Regions from separate parts of the Mus musculus genome. Here all the other regions are linked to region 3. A link is a contact called in public ChIA-PET and promoter capture Hi-C data. All regions are on one chromosome and are shown on one strand. The core of a region is the stretch at or near the end of the contact, and the rest is flanking DNA. Distances in the headings are between cores, read along the strand shown. Region 1 holds the start of Osbpl11 (oxysterol binding protein-like 11). Region 2 holds the start of Tctex1d2 (Tctex1 domain containing 2). Region 3 holds the start of Lrch3 (leucine-rich repeats and calponin homology (CH) domain containing 3).

The links. Promoter capture Hi-C pulls out the DNA fragments that hold promoters and counts their contacts. ChIA-PET counts read pairs in DNA pulled down with a chosen protein or histone mark.
Region 1: an RNA polymerase II ChIA-PET map of memory CD8 T cells shows a contact between it and region 3, with 81 read pairs. The contact joins the promoter of Osbpl11 here to the promoter of Lrch3 in region 3. A contact is called at or near these places in 2 of 39 promoter capture datasets (the HPC-7 cell line and pre-B cells), 1 of 484 Hi-C or Micro-C datasets (CD4 T cells), 7 of 115 datasets of contacts at active chromatin or transcription factors (the 230-238 cell line, bone marrow-derived macrophages, effector CD8 T cells and 4 more) and 2 of 9 other capture datasets (adipose tissue and pancreatic islet).
Region 2: a promoter capture Hi-C map of pre-B cells shows a contact between it and region 3, with 2.8 times the contacts expected there. The contact joins the promoter of Tctex1d2 here to the promoter of Lrch3 in region 3. A contact is called at or near these places in 6 of 39 promoter capture datasets (the 3T3-L1 cell line, hippocampal neurons, liver and 2 more) and 2 of 115 datasets of contacts at active chromatin or transcription factors (bone marrow-derived macrophages and memory CD8 T cells).

What each region holds. Positions count from the first base shown.
Region 1 is chr16:33,182,516-33,186,674 of GRCm38.p6, reverse strand. Osbpl11 (oxysterol binding protein-like 11) reads right to left here and starts at 1,604. Exons shown (of 13, transcript NM_176840.3): 1 at 675-1,604. The coding sequence starts at 871.
Region 2 is chr16:32,416,663-32,421,143 of GRCm38.p6, reverse strand. Tctex1d2 (Tctex1 domain containing 2) reads right to left here and starts at 1,442. Exons shown (of 5, transcript NM_025329.4): 1 at 1,217-1,442. The coding sequence starts at 1,335.
Region 3 is chr16:32,912,135-32,916,223 of GRCm38.p6, reverse strand. Lrch3 (leucine-rich repeats and calponin homology (CH) domain containing 3) reads right to left here and starts at 2,124. Exons shown (of 21, transcript NM_001081255.1): 1 at 1,821-2,124. The coding sequence starts at 2,082.

The DNA of each region.
Region 1 (4,159 bases), core at 355-2,854, 270 kb before region 3:
GGTGGCACACGCCTTTGATCCCAGCACTCGGGAGGCAGAGGCAGGCGGATTTCTGAGTTCGAGGCCAGCCTGGTCTACAAAGTGAGCTCCAGGACAGCCAGGGCTACACAGAGAAACCCTGTCTCGAAAAAACCAAAAAAAAAAAAAAAAAAAACTAACAAATGTAGAATTTCAAGAGTTTTCAAGTAGCCTGATTACACTCTACTGCTTATCAGCCTCTGTATTTAAGTCCCTCCCCTTCTCTAAGTCACAAGCAACCAAAGGATAAGATCTTCTCTGACTCTTGTTACTCGAATCATTCCACAAGTTTTGAAGACCAGCATTTGCCTCTCAAAGCGCTGAGTTCCACAGTTTCTGCTCTAAGAGACGTTCAGGCTTGCTTGTAAACAGATTACAACAGAGGCAAAAACCAGAAGTGAGTGTAGAGATAAATCAGAGGAAGAATAAGCCCTTGGATAATCGAGAAAACTCTGGGGTACATTTCTGAATTCCTCAAAGGGCCTCAAAAAATTACCTGTTGAATGAATTTCTGAAGAAAGTCAATCCTGCTCACGAAAGCAGGGTTCTATCTCCAAGTCAGATCATCAGCCGCTTTGGAATTGGCCTTCCAACTGGGATATGCAGACCCCATCACACTCCGAGCCACCCCAGAACATCACTTTGGAGGGCCATACCTGTACTGCCAGCCTTTCGCACTGCCACCGCGGCTGCTGTTGCTGCTGCTACTGCTGATGGCACCCCCACAGCTGCTGTTGCCGCTGTTCTTGTTCGGGGTCACTGCTGTGGCCAAGCCCTCCAGCTTCCCTTCACTCTCGGAGACTTTCATCACCGATGCCGGCTCACCTCCCTGCATCTTAACTCCAAAGTTCATCTGCCCTTCTCGGGCGAGGGACACCAAGTGCAGAGTTATTTTGTAAGTACTTTTCCCCCTTTCTCTCTCTCGTTTTTTTACTCTCAACGGGATCTCAGACCTCGGCTAGAGTGGAAATCGACAGTGGTCCAGAAAAAGAGGACACGCATTTCCACTTTGGTTAAAAGTTTTAAAGAGCACGGGTACCCTTCAGATAGATGCCTCTCCCGAGCAAGAACAAGGAGGACAAATCACCCCGCCAGAGGGCTCGGTGCCACACTCCGAGGAGCAGCCGGGCGGCGCGGGCGAGGTCGCGGATCCTCTGCCTGGGAACGCGGGGCAAGGACGGGGTCCACGGCCCGGGAGCCCCGGAGCCCACGGCCTGACCTCAGGACTCGGGGGTCGGGCCAGCCGCGCCGCTTCTTCTCCTCAGCCGGGTCCTCGGGAGAAAGGGCCCTGTCCAGCCAGCTCCGCGGTTCCCACCGCAGCCCCGAACTGAGCCGGAGCGGTCGCGCGAAGCCCGCGGAGGGTCGGGCAGACGCCGCCGGGCAGGACGCGGGCTCCGAGGCCGCTGAGCTTGGGCCGGAGGCGAGGGGTTCACCGTGGCCTCCTCCGAGAGCGCTAGCCCTGGAGCCCCACGGAGTTCACAGGAGCCGACCGCTCCCTGGAGCTTCCTTAGCCCTAAACGTAAAAGCCAGAGCCAGGGCCCGGGCCGCCGCCCCACCCACAGCCGGTCACCCACCCGCCTGCTAGCTCTCCCCGCCTTCCTTTCCGGTGTCGTGTGAGCTCATTTCCGCTAGCATTGAAGCGGCGGCGCCATCTTTGATTGGGGCAGACGATCCCGAAAGGAGGCGGTGACCGGAGCCTCAAGGGAGAGAAGGAGCTGAAAGAAGCAGTGGGGAAAGAGGCAGCAGGCGGGAGGGAGGGAGAAAAAGGGAATGAAACGGTCTTGCTAAACAGGTCCTATACTCTCTTGGGGAGCCCCATTCCTTGCCTTTTAAGGGAACCTAAAAAAATAAGAATTTACAGAACAAAGTGGGGAAAAATAACTGATCAGTCATTTTTGAGCAACAAAAAACCCAACATGATATTGGACTAAGGTAAATCGTCTTAAAGAAAAGGAAATTGTCTTGGAAATTAGAGCTCTTGGTGATGCTGGAGAAACTTGAAGTAGATTGATATAAAAAGGATTTACTAATAAGCTTACTTAAAAAGGACCAATAACACTGGAAGAAAAGTAGTTTATTGCCACGTTTGTTACAAACTGTAAGAAAGAAAACTTTTACCATAATTGAAGTTTGGGGTCTCTGAAGAAGTTTCTCTTACTGTTTATCCCCTCAGCTTGACCTCCAGTTAGGCTCCACTCCCACAGCAAAAGGAGACAACCTGCCATTATACCCATCAAAGAGCATTCCTAAAACAAGACACAGGGGCAATGCAGGACCACAACCATCTGCAAGGCCCAGCCTGCCATTAACTCTTTGTCTAGGCACAGGGAAAGTTTACCTCTACCAGGTGGGCATGATTAACCTGGGTAACAACTACTTGAAAGAACCACACTGGTGTACTTAAGAAATAATCCTTAGCCGGGTGTGGTGACACACGTCTTTAATCCCAGCACTTGGGAGGCAGAGGCAGGCGGATTTCTGAGTTCGAGGCCAGCCTGGTCTACAGAGTGAGTTCCAGGACAGCCAGGGCTACACAGAGAAACCCTGTCTCGGAAAAAAAAAAAAGAAATAATCCTTGTCTTAGGGTTCTCTGGAGTCATAGAACATATGGAGTGTCTCTATATAGTAAGGGAATTTATTGTAATGACTTACAGTCTGTAGTCCAACTAACCCAACAATGGGCAGCTGTGAGTGGGAAGTCAGGCCTGTGAGGCTAGTATAAGCTGGTCTTCTGTGGAAATAGATTCCAACAGACTTGCTAGCAAGTAAGTACAATCAGTTGAAGAAGAGTGAACCTTCTTTCTTCAAGGTCCTGATGTAGGCCTCCAGTAGAAGATGTGGCTTAGATTAAAGGCGTGTGCCACCATACCTGAACCTAAAACTTGCTTTGTCCCAGGCTGACTTTGAACTCAAAGATTTGCTTACCTCAGTCTCCTAGAATTAAAGGTGTGTGTACCTTGCCTGGGCCTAAGATTTTCATGGCCACTATGGCTCAAGATCTCCATGTCAAGATCCAGGTCAAAAACCTGTCTTCCAGCCTCAAGATCTGGATCACAGGTGTGCCCTCCATTTCTGAATTGTAGTTCATTCCAGAGGTAGTCAAGTTGACAACCAGGAGTAGCCATGACAATCCTGATGATAACTTTGCTGTGCAACTGTCCCATTTGCCCAGAGTTGCAGTCTCCTATTTCCTCTTAAATTGTTCAAAGTGTGACCTGAAAAGGATTTAAGGATGATGGCCTCTGTGGAATGCAGAGGCCTATGGTATATCTCAGTTAGCAGAGGAGTCTTCTATTCAAGGCTATCTCCTCTTTAGCAGGAGGCAGAGTTGGATTATTACTAAAGAACATTGCTCTTGGTCTCATATAGTGTCAAGTGAACCACATGGAGTTCTCTGTCTACCTAGTCCTGGGTCTGGTGGTTATGGTGAGTGAATGCTATCACTGGGTTCTGGTTATCAGCCTTGGGTGTAGGGGAATTCTTGTCTAAAAGGCATGTTTTACTATGTTCATCTGGACAACATGGAAGTAACCCCTACAACTGAGAATATAAATAAATACATACATACATACATACATACATAAATGGATTTGGGGAATGAAACAGATAATCGGTGAAATGTGGTGGAGAACCTGACTTAGAGAAGGAAAACGTGTATAAAGGGATGTCTCACAAGATAACTTTTAAAATGAGAGGATGAGAGACAAGGATGCTAAGGGAAGAACTGTGTTAGGAGAGAGAGCTCCCACATGATGGAGTCCTGAAGGAAAACCTTCAAATCCCAGAACCAAGGAGGTTTCCAAGTTCTCTAAGCAGGTGGCAGGGTTTTCCACACCATGTGACAGCCAGCCTAGCCTACTTGACTCCTGGCACAGAAGTAGGCACCAGGTAGGACCATAAACTTTTTTTTTTCAGTTTCCAGGGAGAAAAACATGATTTGTTTTCCAGCCGTAGCTGAAACCTGTCAATTTTTTGTCTCAAGGACAGACTTTAGGGGAGCATGGCCCGACTTTCCCAAGGCTACCTACCATATCTGGCCTCTTAGACTGACCGGGTCTTCAAGCAGCAGGTCTAACCAGTAGAATGTCATGGAGATTTTTAACTGGGAGGGGCCTGTGAGCTGATTAAGAGTTTTAAGTGG
Region 2 (4,481 bases), core at 193-2,692, 490 kb after region 3:
GAGGTAACAAAACATGCATTTTTCTATATTCATGTGAAAACGGCTTCGTGAAGCTGCTATGGAAATATAGCCACTCTCCCCTACCTTGTTTGTTGTTGGGTTGTTTTTTTTTTAAGGATTTACTTATTTTATGTCTATGGGTATTTTGTTTGCATGTGTGACTAAGTACCACATGCAACCTCTGCCCACAGAGGCCAGAAGACAGCATCTGATCTTCATGTGGGTGCTGGGAACTCAACCGCAGGCCTCTGGAGGAGTAGTCAGTGCTGTTAACCACTGAGAAATATCTCCAGCCCTCCACCATGATTTTGAGACAGGGTATCTCACTGGGATTTGCAGATGAAGCCAGGATGGCTAGCCAGGGAGTCCTAGAGTCTTGTTTCTCTATTACTGGGACCAAATTCCCATCACCGGGATTACAGTGTACGACGACTTTTTACAGGGGTGCAGGAATTGAACTCAGGTCTTCATGCTTTCAGAGCAAGCAGTGACAGACTGAGCTATCTCTACAGCCCTTCACCAACCAGTTGCATACCCTGGGGACAAAAAAATCCTCTCTTGGGCGCAGTGAGATGGCTAGCTGGTAAAGGGCCTTGTACCCAAACCTGATACCTGGGTTCAATCTCCAGGATCCACATAGTTCAAGAACAGAACAGAACCAATTCCCCAAAGTTATCCCTTGATCCTAAGTAGCATGCATACACCCAAACACTCAGCCACACCCACAAGCACACGAACCTTTTTTTTTCTTTTGTAAGATGAAGTTAGTGATGTATATGTCCTATAGTCTGAACTGACCGCCCTCTTCTAGCAACCTAAGGTGGCGATCGACGCTATATGAAAAGGGCTTTGTAAAGACACAAGTCGGGTGCCAGAAGTAAGCATATCCTTCCTGGCACAGGTATGCACACAGTAACCATAGGAGTACAGCTTGTAAGCCGCTTGTTTCCAGCTTCTATTTTTCCTGTCCCGCGTGCGCACCCCCTAAAGCCTCCAAGAAGTCAACCACTTCCACAGCGCCAGTTTAGGCTCCCGGTAAGACCTGCTAGTCAGACTGCAGAATTCCGTGATGGAGAAATCACTACGTCGGAATGCATAAACCCGCCCAATCCCTTCCCCAGCCCGGCCCCTCTCCGTGTCTCCTTAGGGAAGCTCACGCATCCAAAAGCCCCGGCCCCATCCCCACATCGCCCTCCGTGCCCTGTCTGCTACGCGCCTTTGCTGGAAAATGGGCCTCAGAATGTAGGTGTTCTCAGGCTCCCCTGAGTTCTTGTCGACCTCACTCAAGCCCTCGGAGTGAGCCGATAAGGACAGGCCGCGGAAGGACACAGCCATATCCCTGCGTCTGGTCCAACAGATCTCTAGAAGGAAGTGTGGTCGGTTGCGGCTCCGAAGATCCCGGCACAGGTCGCTAGGGCAACGGGTCTCACACGTGACGTGTGGTGACCACCGCTGCGCCTGCGCACTGGCTGGAGGCCGTGAGCCCGCTGGGAAATGAGTACCAAACCGAGACCAGGACTTTTTAAGAGAAGTTAGGCAACCGACCACTTGCCACTGAGAGGCAGACCAAACCAGACCTAACTTCCTTTTTTTTTTCTTCCTATTTTTTTGAGACAGGATGCAAATAGCTCAGACTGGCCTCTAATTCCTGCCTCCATCTCCCCAGGTTTGGGATAACAGAGTTATCGGTGCCAAGTTCTATGGGTGCTGGAACTAGAACGCTACTGGGTCACAACTGCACACCGTCCCTTCTGGGTTTGGACAACTTGTGAGTTAAAAGTAGGAAACAAGTAGAATTTATATGTAATTTTGCTTTGTTTCCAGACAGGGTTTCTCTAAATCCTCTTGACTGTCTTGGAACTGACTCTGTAGACCATACTGGTTTCAAACGCCCAGAGAGCCACTTGCCTCTGGCTTCTAAATGCTGAGATTACAGGTGTTGGCCACCAAACAGACCCAGCACACATTTTTGTTTGCTTGTTTTTATTTTACATTTTTGTTATACAATATATTCTTAACATGCTTTCCATCTCTACCCCCTTGTGAGGTTCAAAGGAAACTCTAAACTACAAAAGATAGCCCAAATATCCAGATATAAGCTCAAAGTGGAGTAGAGTATTTCTAGCTGTGAGATAAAAGCCCGCATTGCTCAGGAAATTGTGAGACCAATTCCCTTACCTCTGGTAGAAGGGACATAAGCCTACTCAGGCTTATGTGAAGGTATCAAAACACATGCTGGCTTTCCTGAAAGATAGCCTTGACCACATCCAGTCTCCTGTCTATGTTCTAAGTCTACTTCTTTCCCTCTGTACTCTCGACTATTTCAGATGTCTCTGGCTCTTCTCTTTTTGTTTTTTGTTTTTTTAAAGATTTATTTATTTATTATATGAAAGTACACCGTAGCTGTCCAGAAGAGGGAGTCAGATCTTGTTACAGATGGTTGTGAGCCACCATGTGGTTGCTGGGATTTGAACTCCGGACCTTCGGGAGAGCAGTAGGGTGCTCTTACCCACTGAGCCATCTCACCAGCCTGTTTTTTGTTTTTTTGAGACAGGGTTTCTCTGTGTAGCCCTGGCTGTCCTGGAACTCACTCTATAGACCAGGCTGGCCTCGAACTCAGAAATCTGCCTGCCTCTGCCTCCCAAGTGTTGGGATTAAAAGCGTATGCCATCACCGCCCAGCCTGGGGGTTGGGGGGCGGGGAGGGGGCGGCAAGCCGGGCATGGTAGCACATGCTTTTAACTCCAGCACCATGTAGGCAGGGGCAGGCAGATTTTGAAGTCTGAGACCAGCCAGTTCTCTTTGTTTTTTTGTTTTTTGTTTCCCAAGACAGGGTCTTTCTGCATAGCCCTGGTTGTCCTAGACCTATAGAGCAGAGGGTGTGCCTGTTCTACTGAGGGAGTTTTGTTAGATCCCAAAGAAAACCAAGACCAGTATCTGTGGCTCCTTCTATCACTCTCACCCGGCCCCCACTTTAAACCACTCCAACCCAGGGGCTGGGCTTCATTTCTCTTCCCCGACCAAAACCTCACCCCACCCCCTGCTTGATACCTATATAACTGCCATTTTGGCTACATGCCCTCTTTGTTCCATGCACTCTCTTAGTCCTCTGCCCCCCTCTCCTCTCTCTTCTGTTCCTCTCACTGCTCCCTTTCCTCTCATGGCCTAGTCTTGTCCTGCTGGCCATGGTCAGTCTGGAGGTCAGGACTCTTCCAGATGCTGCAGGCTGTTCTCTTCCTCATATCTATAATGAAATTTGTCTCCTCAACCATGCTTAGCAGTGGTTGTGTCTTCCTTTTCATTCAAGCTGCAAAACAGCTGGGGTCTACACAGAGAAACTCTGTTTAGGATAGGGGAGGTGAGAAGGGCTACCATGCTGCACTGGACTTTGAAATGTGTAACAGGTACTTGTGATGCCAAGGGACCTGGGAGAGGCAGGCACGAGCTTTGATGTGCTGAAAGGGGCCACAGGTAGCCATTATGTCCCTTCTGTCAAAGGCAATGATTGTTCTCTTCCTCATATCTCAATACAACCCTTTGACAGACTCCTTTAGGCAGATAAAAACTGGTTTCACAAGTTCCTAAGGAACTTTTATCACATCTCCAGAAATCCTCCTATAGTTCAGGTTAAGCTCATTACAACATAAATGAACTGACTTTTGGAGTTGGGGAATTAGAGTTTCCTTTAGACCTGACAAGTTCATTTTGTGTTGACCAACTGTTCTTAGACATGAAGTCTACCCTGAAGTATGGTTATATACCCAGTGAGAATCACTGGAGCAAAGTAATTTTCCTTTGCAGAGGGTATCAATTGCAGATAGCCTCTTGGTTAGGGGTAACAGCCTGTGTCCATTTCTACCCTGTCTGGCTTGAACCTACAGGTCTTGTGCACTCTGCCATAGTCTCTGGGAGTTCATCTGTGTCTCACACCTGTTGCATTTGAAAGACACTTGGAGCCATCCACCACTTCTGGCTCTTGGTCTTTCCTCCACCTCTTTGGAATACATCCCTGAGCCCTGAAGGAAGAAGTTTGATGAAGATATCCTATTTAGGACTGAGTCTTTAAAAGTCACACTCTGCACAGTGCCCAATTGTAAGTCTTTGTTTTAGGCTTCAAAATGGCAGGTCAGGAGACTAGGAGACTAGGCCTAAATTTCTGCTTCTCAGAACTGGGCAAGTCTGGCATCTCAGTTATTGGAAAAACCACAGGCTTTGGGCAGCCAATTGGAAGCTGCTGCCACATGGCCTGAGGCAAGAGTAAGGAGTCAGCAACAATTTCCACCCCCACCCACAGCATCCCCCAAGCAAGAGTTCTGGAATATCCCTAGAGCCCTAGCCAATCCCACAGACCTCCACACCCCTAGAGATCAAGCCGACCAATCTAGATAAAGGCCATCTACTCTTCCCTGGTTTCCTGTAATGTGCTTTAAATTGGGCCTGCAAGCTCACCTGGGCATCTCACTCTTGGTAAATTATAGACCT
Region 3 (4,089 bases), core at 875-3,374:
CTTCTAGGGGTCCTGAGTTCAATTTCCAGCAACCACATGGTGGCTCACAACCATCTGTAATGGGATCTGTAATGCCCTCTTCTGGTGTGTCTGAAGACAGCTACAAGGCACTCATATACATAAAATAAAACAAACAATAAGAAAACCTTTTCTTTAAATTAAATATTATTCTTAATAAATGTCTGGTTTTGTCAATAAAACGTTTTCTTTCTTGATGGCTCAAACTTTTGCTCCTAGAATTATTCAAGAACAGATGAGATAATAAGTTAGATAGACTCCTATAATCACCCTTTTCTTTACCTTCAGGCTTAGAGCAGCAATACTGAAATGACTCACCTCAATATGAAAACCGCCCTGCCAGACAGTCAGCCCTCCCGTGAGCAGAATCAAGAAGGCAGGGAGGGGTAGGAATGACAAGTTTACATGATGTCACCAATACACATAAAAAATTCAAGTAACTCTTCATGTTTACCTTAGCAAGTCTGACTTCAGTGCCAAGTGAAAAAAATTCAGATCATATTGAAAATAAAGGCTACCACTAATAAGCTTTAGTAAGCAGAGGAAAAGTTTCTTTGGAAATAATAGTTTCTAGGGATAATTTAATGTCTTTGTTTTATTTTTTAAAAAATAATATTTAGTGCAGTGGTGTGTGTGTGTGTGTGTGTATGTGTGCGCATGTGCGCGTGTGTGCGCAATGTAAGGCAGAAGACAAGTTGCAAGAGTCAGTTCTCTCCTTCCAGTATGTAGGTTCTTCGGATCAAACTTGGGTTGTCTGTCGGGTCTGGCAGCAGCATGTGCCTTTTTACCCACTGAGCAATCTTACCAGCTCTATTTATTTTTTCAACATTAGTGAAATATGTAATAATTACCAATCTTTGATGACTACACAAGCCTAAGAAAAAGTATTAACTCTCACATTTTAAAATCAAGCAGAATGAGGATGAAACAATGTATATGACATAAACACAAAACATTTAAACTACTTCTGAGGGGACCCCTCCCCTTATGTAAAACAAAAGGACTCAATTCTTAATCTACTCCCGGAGGAAGCTATATTTAAAACACAAGAGGAACACATTATATAGTATGTTGAATACCTCAGTTACCATACATTGTTTCCCACAACTAAGGAAACCAAATAATACTTAATCCCCATTCTCTTTCCTGTCTTAAACAATATAAGGCGCAGAAATGTTTTTAAAGGGAAAAGCAAATATAGATGTGGTAGACAATATCCTACTTCTTTTCATGTTTTCTTAGGCGGCGGTAAGAATGGAAGACGAAAGTCCTGAGCACCTAAAGATGGCCTATTTTTACAAGTACTTTTCGGTAAATCAGACGGAGGCGGAGAAATAAGCTGTTCCCAGTGTTAGAGTCCACATTACACACACATACTCGCACACACTAGGGAAAACGCCAGAGCGGACCTGGATCCTTTGACAATGCAGCACCCAGCGTCACCCATACTACGATGGAAGAACGTGCTTGCCACGCTCCAACTCTTAGCAAAGTCAATTCGGCATCCCAAATGCAAAGTGGTCTGCAGACACCGGGGCGAGGCAAAAAGTCTACGGGGCGGGCACTGATGCCGAGATTTCTGAGAGCGATTCAAGAAAGATCACCCGTCAACTGCCTCTCGCCGGCAGCGGAGATGCTGCTGCGCGCTGCCGCACCCCAGGCTCCGGGTCTGGCCAGGCCGGGAGGGTGCGCGGTACCGCCAGCGGTCCCCGTTACCCGGGGAGCCTCGGGCCGGTCGCCACACACCCCCTGCCCCCCACTCCACGGGTCCCGGGTAGCAGGGATGCCCGCGCCCCGCTCACCGGCCCGGGTGGTGTCCGTCAGGTCATGGTTGGCCGCTCCCCGGGGAAACTCCCTCAGTTTCCGGCCGCTCAGGCTCAGCACCCCGGTGACCGCCGCCTCTTCCAGGGCTCGGTCGACCGAGCGGCTCCAAGAGCCCGGGCCAGGACCAGGGCCCAACCCAGGGCTCGGCCCACAGGTCGCACCGGAGAGGTTTCCCCCGGACGCCACAGGGCCAGAGTACTCCGCAGCCGCTACCACAGCCACCAAGCCCGCGGCCGCCATTTCCCAGCCGACAACTCTCCGGCCCGGCTCTGCGCATGCGCCACGCGATCCGCTGGGTGGGCGGGGAAAGGGGCTCGCGGACCGGGGACAGCTCTCCCGGACGCGCTGGGCGCAACAAGCCGCCTGCCCCGCCCACAAGCAGGTTTTCCAGGGAAACCGAACCGACTTCGCAGAGCTGGAGCAGCCCGGTACCCTGGGCTCCCTAAAAGGCCACTACAAAAACCAAAACCCGTCCTTAACAGCGCTCCAACTCTCAGTGGTGGATTACATTAAACGGCAAAGATTCCTTAGCCCTGTTGCTGCCAGAAACTTGGGCACTTAGAGGGGACTCCCTGAGATAAGCCCAAAATTGTCTCTCAGCTTGTCACCATACCGCCAGATGATCTGAACTGGAATTTGTGGATATACTATTAGTTCTTGAACGGGAAAACAAACATACCGTGTGAGCAGATTCGGCTACAAAGTCCCTAATTCTTGTTGAAATTGTTATGTATTTTAGATTTGTTGTTGTTGTTTTGTTTGTTTGTTTTTTGTTTTTCGAGACAGGGTTTCTCTGTATAGCTCTGGCTGTCCTGGAACTCACTTTGTAGACCAGGCTGGCTTCGAACTCTTTTTATGAAAGAGCTCTTAATGAAACCAAACGTCTTAAATACTGTGGCTGTTTGCGCAGATTTTATCACTAGCTAGAGCAGAACGAATAATATTTACATCTAACATTGAAATCTGGCTATGTAATAAATGTTGGGATTAAATTTAGAACCGAAAGACCAAAACCGGAAACCATTCAAGTAATGAAAACTACCACTCACATTTAAATAAAACCCCACCCTCCCAGTCCTGCAGTCTCTTATTTTTCCAAATCTGTTTTAAATTCAAGCCATTCCTAATATGTGATGCAAATATCACTCACCAAATTTACTTTGCTGTACAGAATTCGAGGGCCTGTCAGATAAAGTCTCTTTTCTAAAGAATTAGCTAATTTTATTTTGGAACCCAAGGAGGCCAGTTACAATAAGAAAACAGCAATTGGGCTGAGTAGAGTGCACGGCAAAGCAGTCCCTCTAGAGCAAGAACGAGTGAGGTGGGTCGGGCAGTGGTGGCACACGCCTTTAATTCCAGCACATGGGAGGCAGAGGCAGGTGGATTTCTGAGTTCGAGGACAGCCTGGTCTACAGAGTGAGTTCCAGGACAGCCAGGGCTACACAGAGAAACCCTGTCTTGAAAACAAAACCCCACCCCACCCCCAAAAAAAAGAACGAGTGAGGTTTTTGAATAAAACCTGAAGTTACAAAATAGGATGACAGAGAGCAAAATTCCAAGTATGATTTTGATGCATGTGAGCACATTAAGACACAGATGAGAAAAATCTATCACAGAGCACAAAAGAAAATATGAGGTGTGAGAAGCTGCTCATCACTCAAAGCCCAACTTCAGGGAAGCCCCCAAAAAGCACTTTCCTGAGTTCAAGAAATTGTAAAAATGTTTCAGTAATAAAGTTGATTAGTAACAGTTGCTCCAAGACCTGCTCTATCAGCCCTTTTGTCTTGTTTTGTTTGAGATAAGAGTCCCAATGTTGCCCAAGCTGACTTTGACCTTCCAACCCCTGAGAACACAAAACAAGTAATAGTTGATGCCATGTCTGGCTCTCAGCAATTTGACATTCTAGTTTCTTTTGCAACAAGTCCCACAATAAATTATTAATGTCTACTAATGAGCCCCTTCATGGTAATGGGTAGTCTTTGTCAAGTAATGTATACCCAATATATGTATTTTCTGATCTTTCTGAACATTTCTAATTCTTTGAAAGATACTAAGCTAGCCAGGAGCATGTTGTAATCCTAGTACTTGAGAGGTTGAGGCAGGATGATACAGGCCAGCCTAGATACAAAGGGATACCTGTCTTTAAAAAAAAAAAAAAAAAAAAAAAAAAAAGATTAAGTTGGGCTGGCAAGATGGTCATGGGGGAAAAATCTTACCATACAAACTCAACAACCTAAGTTCAATCCA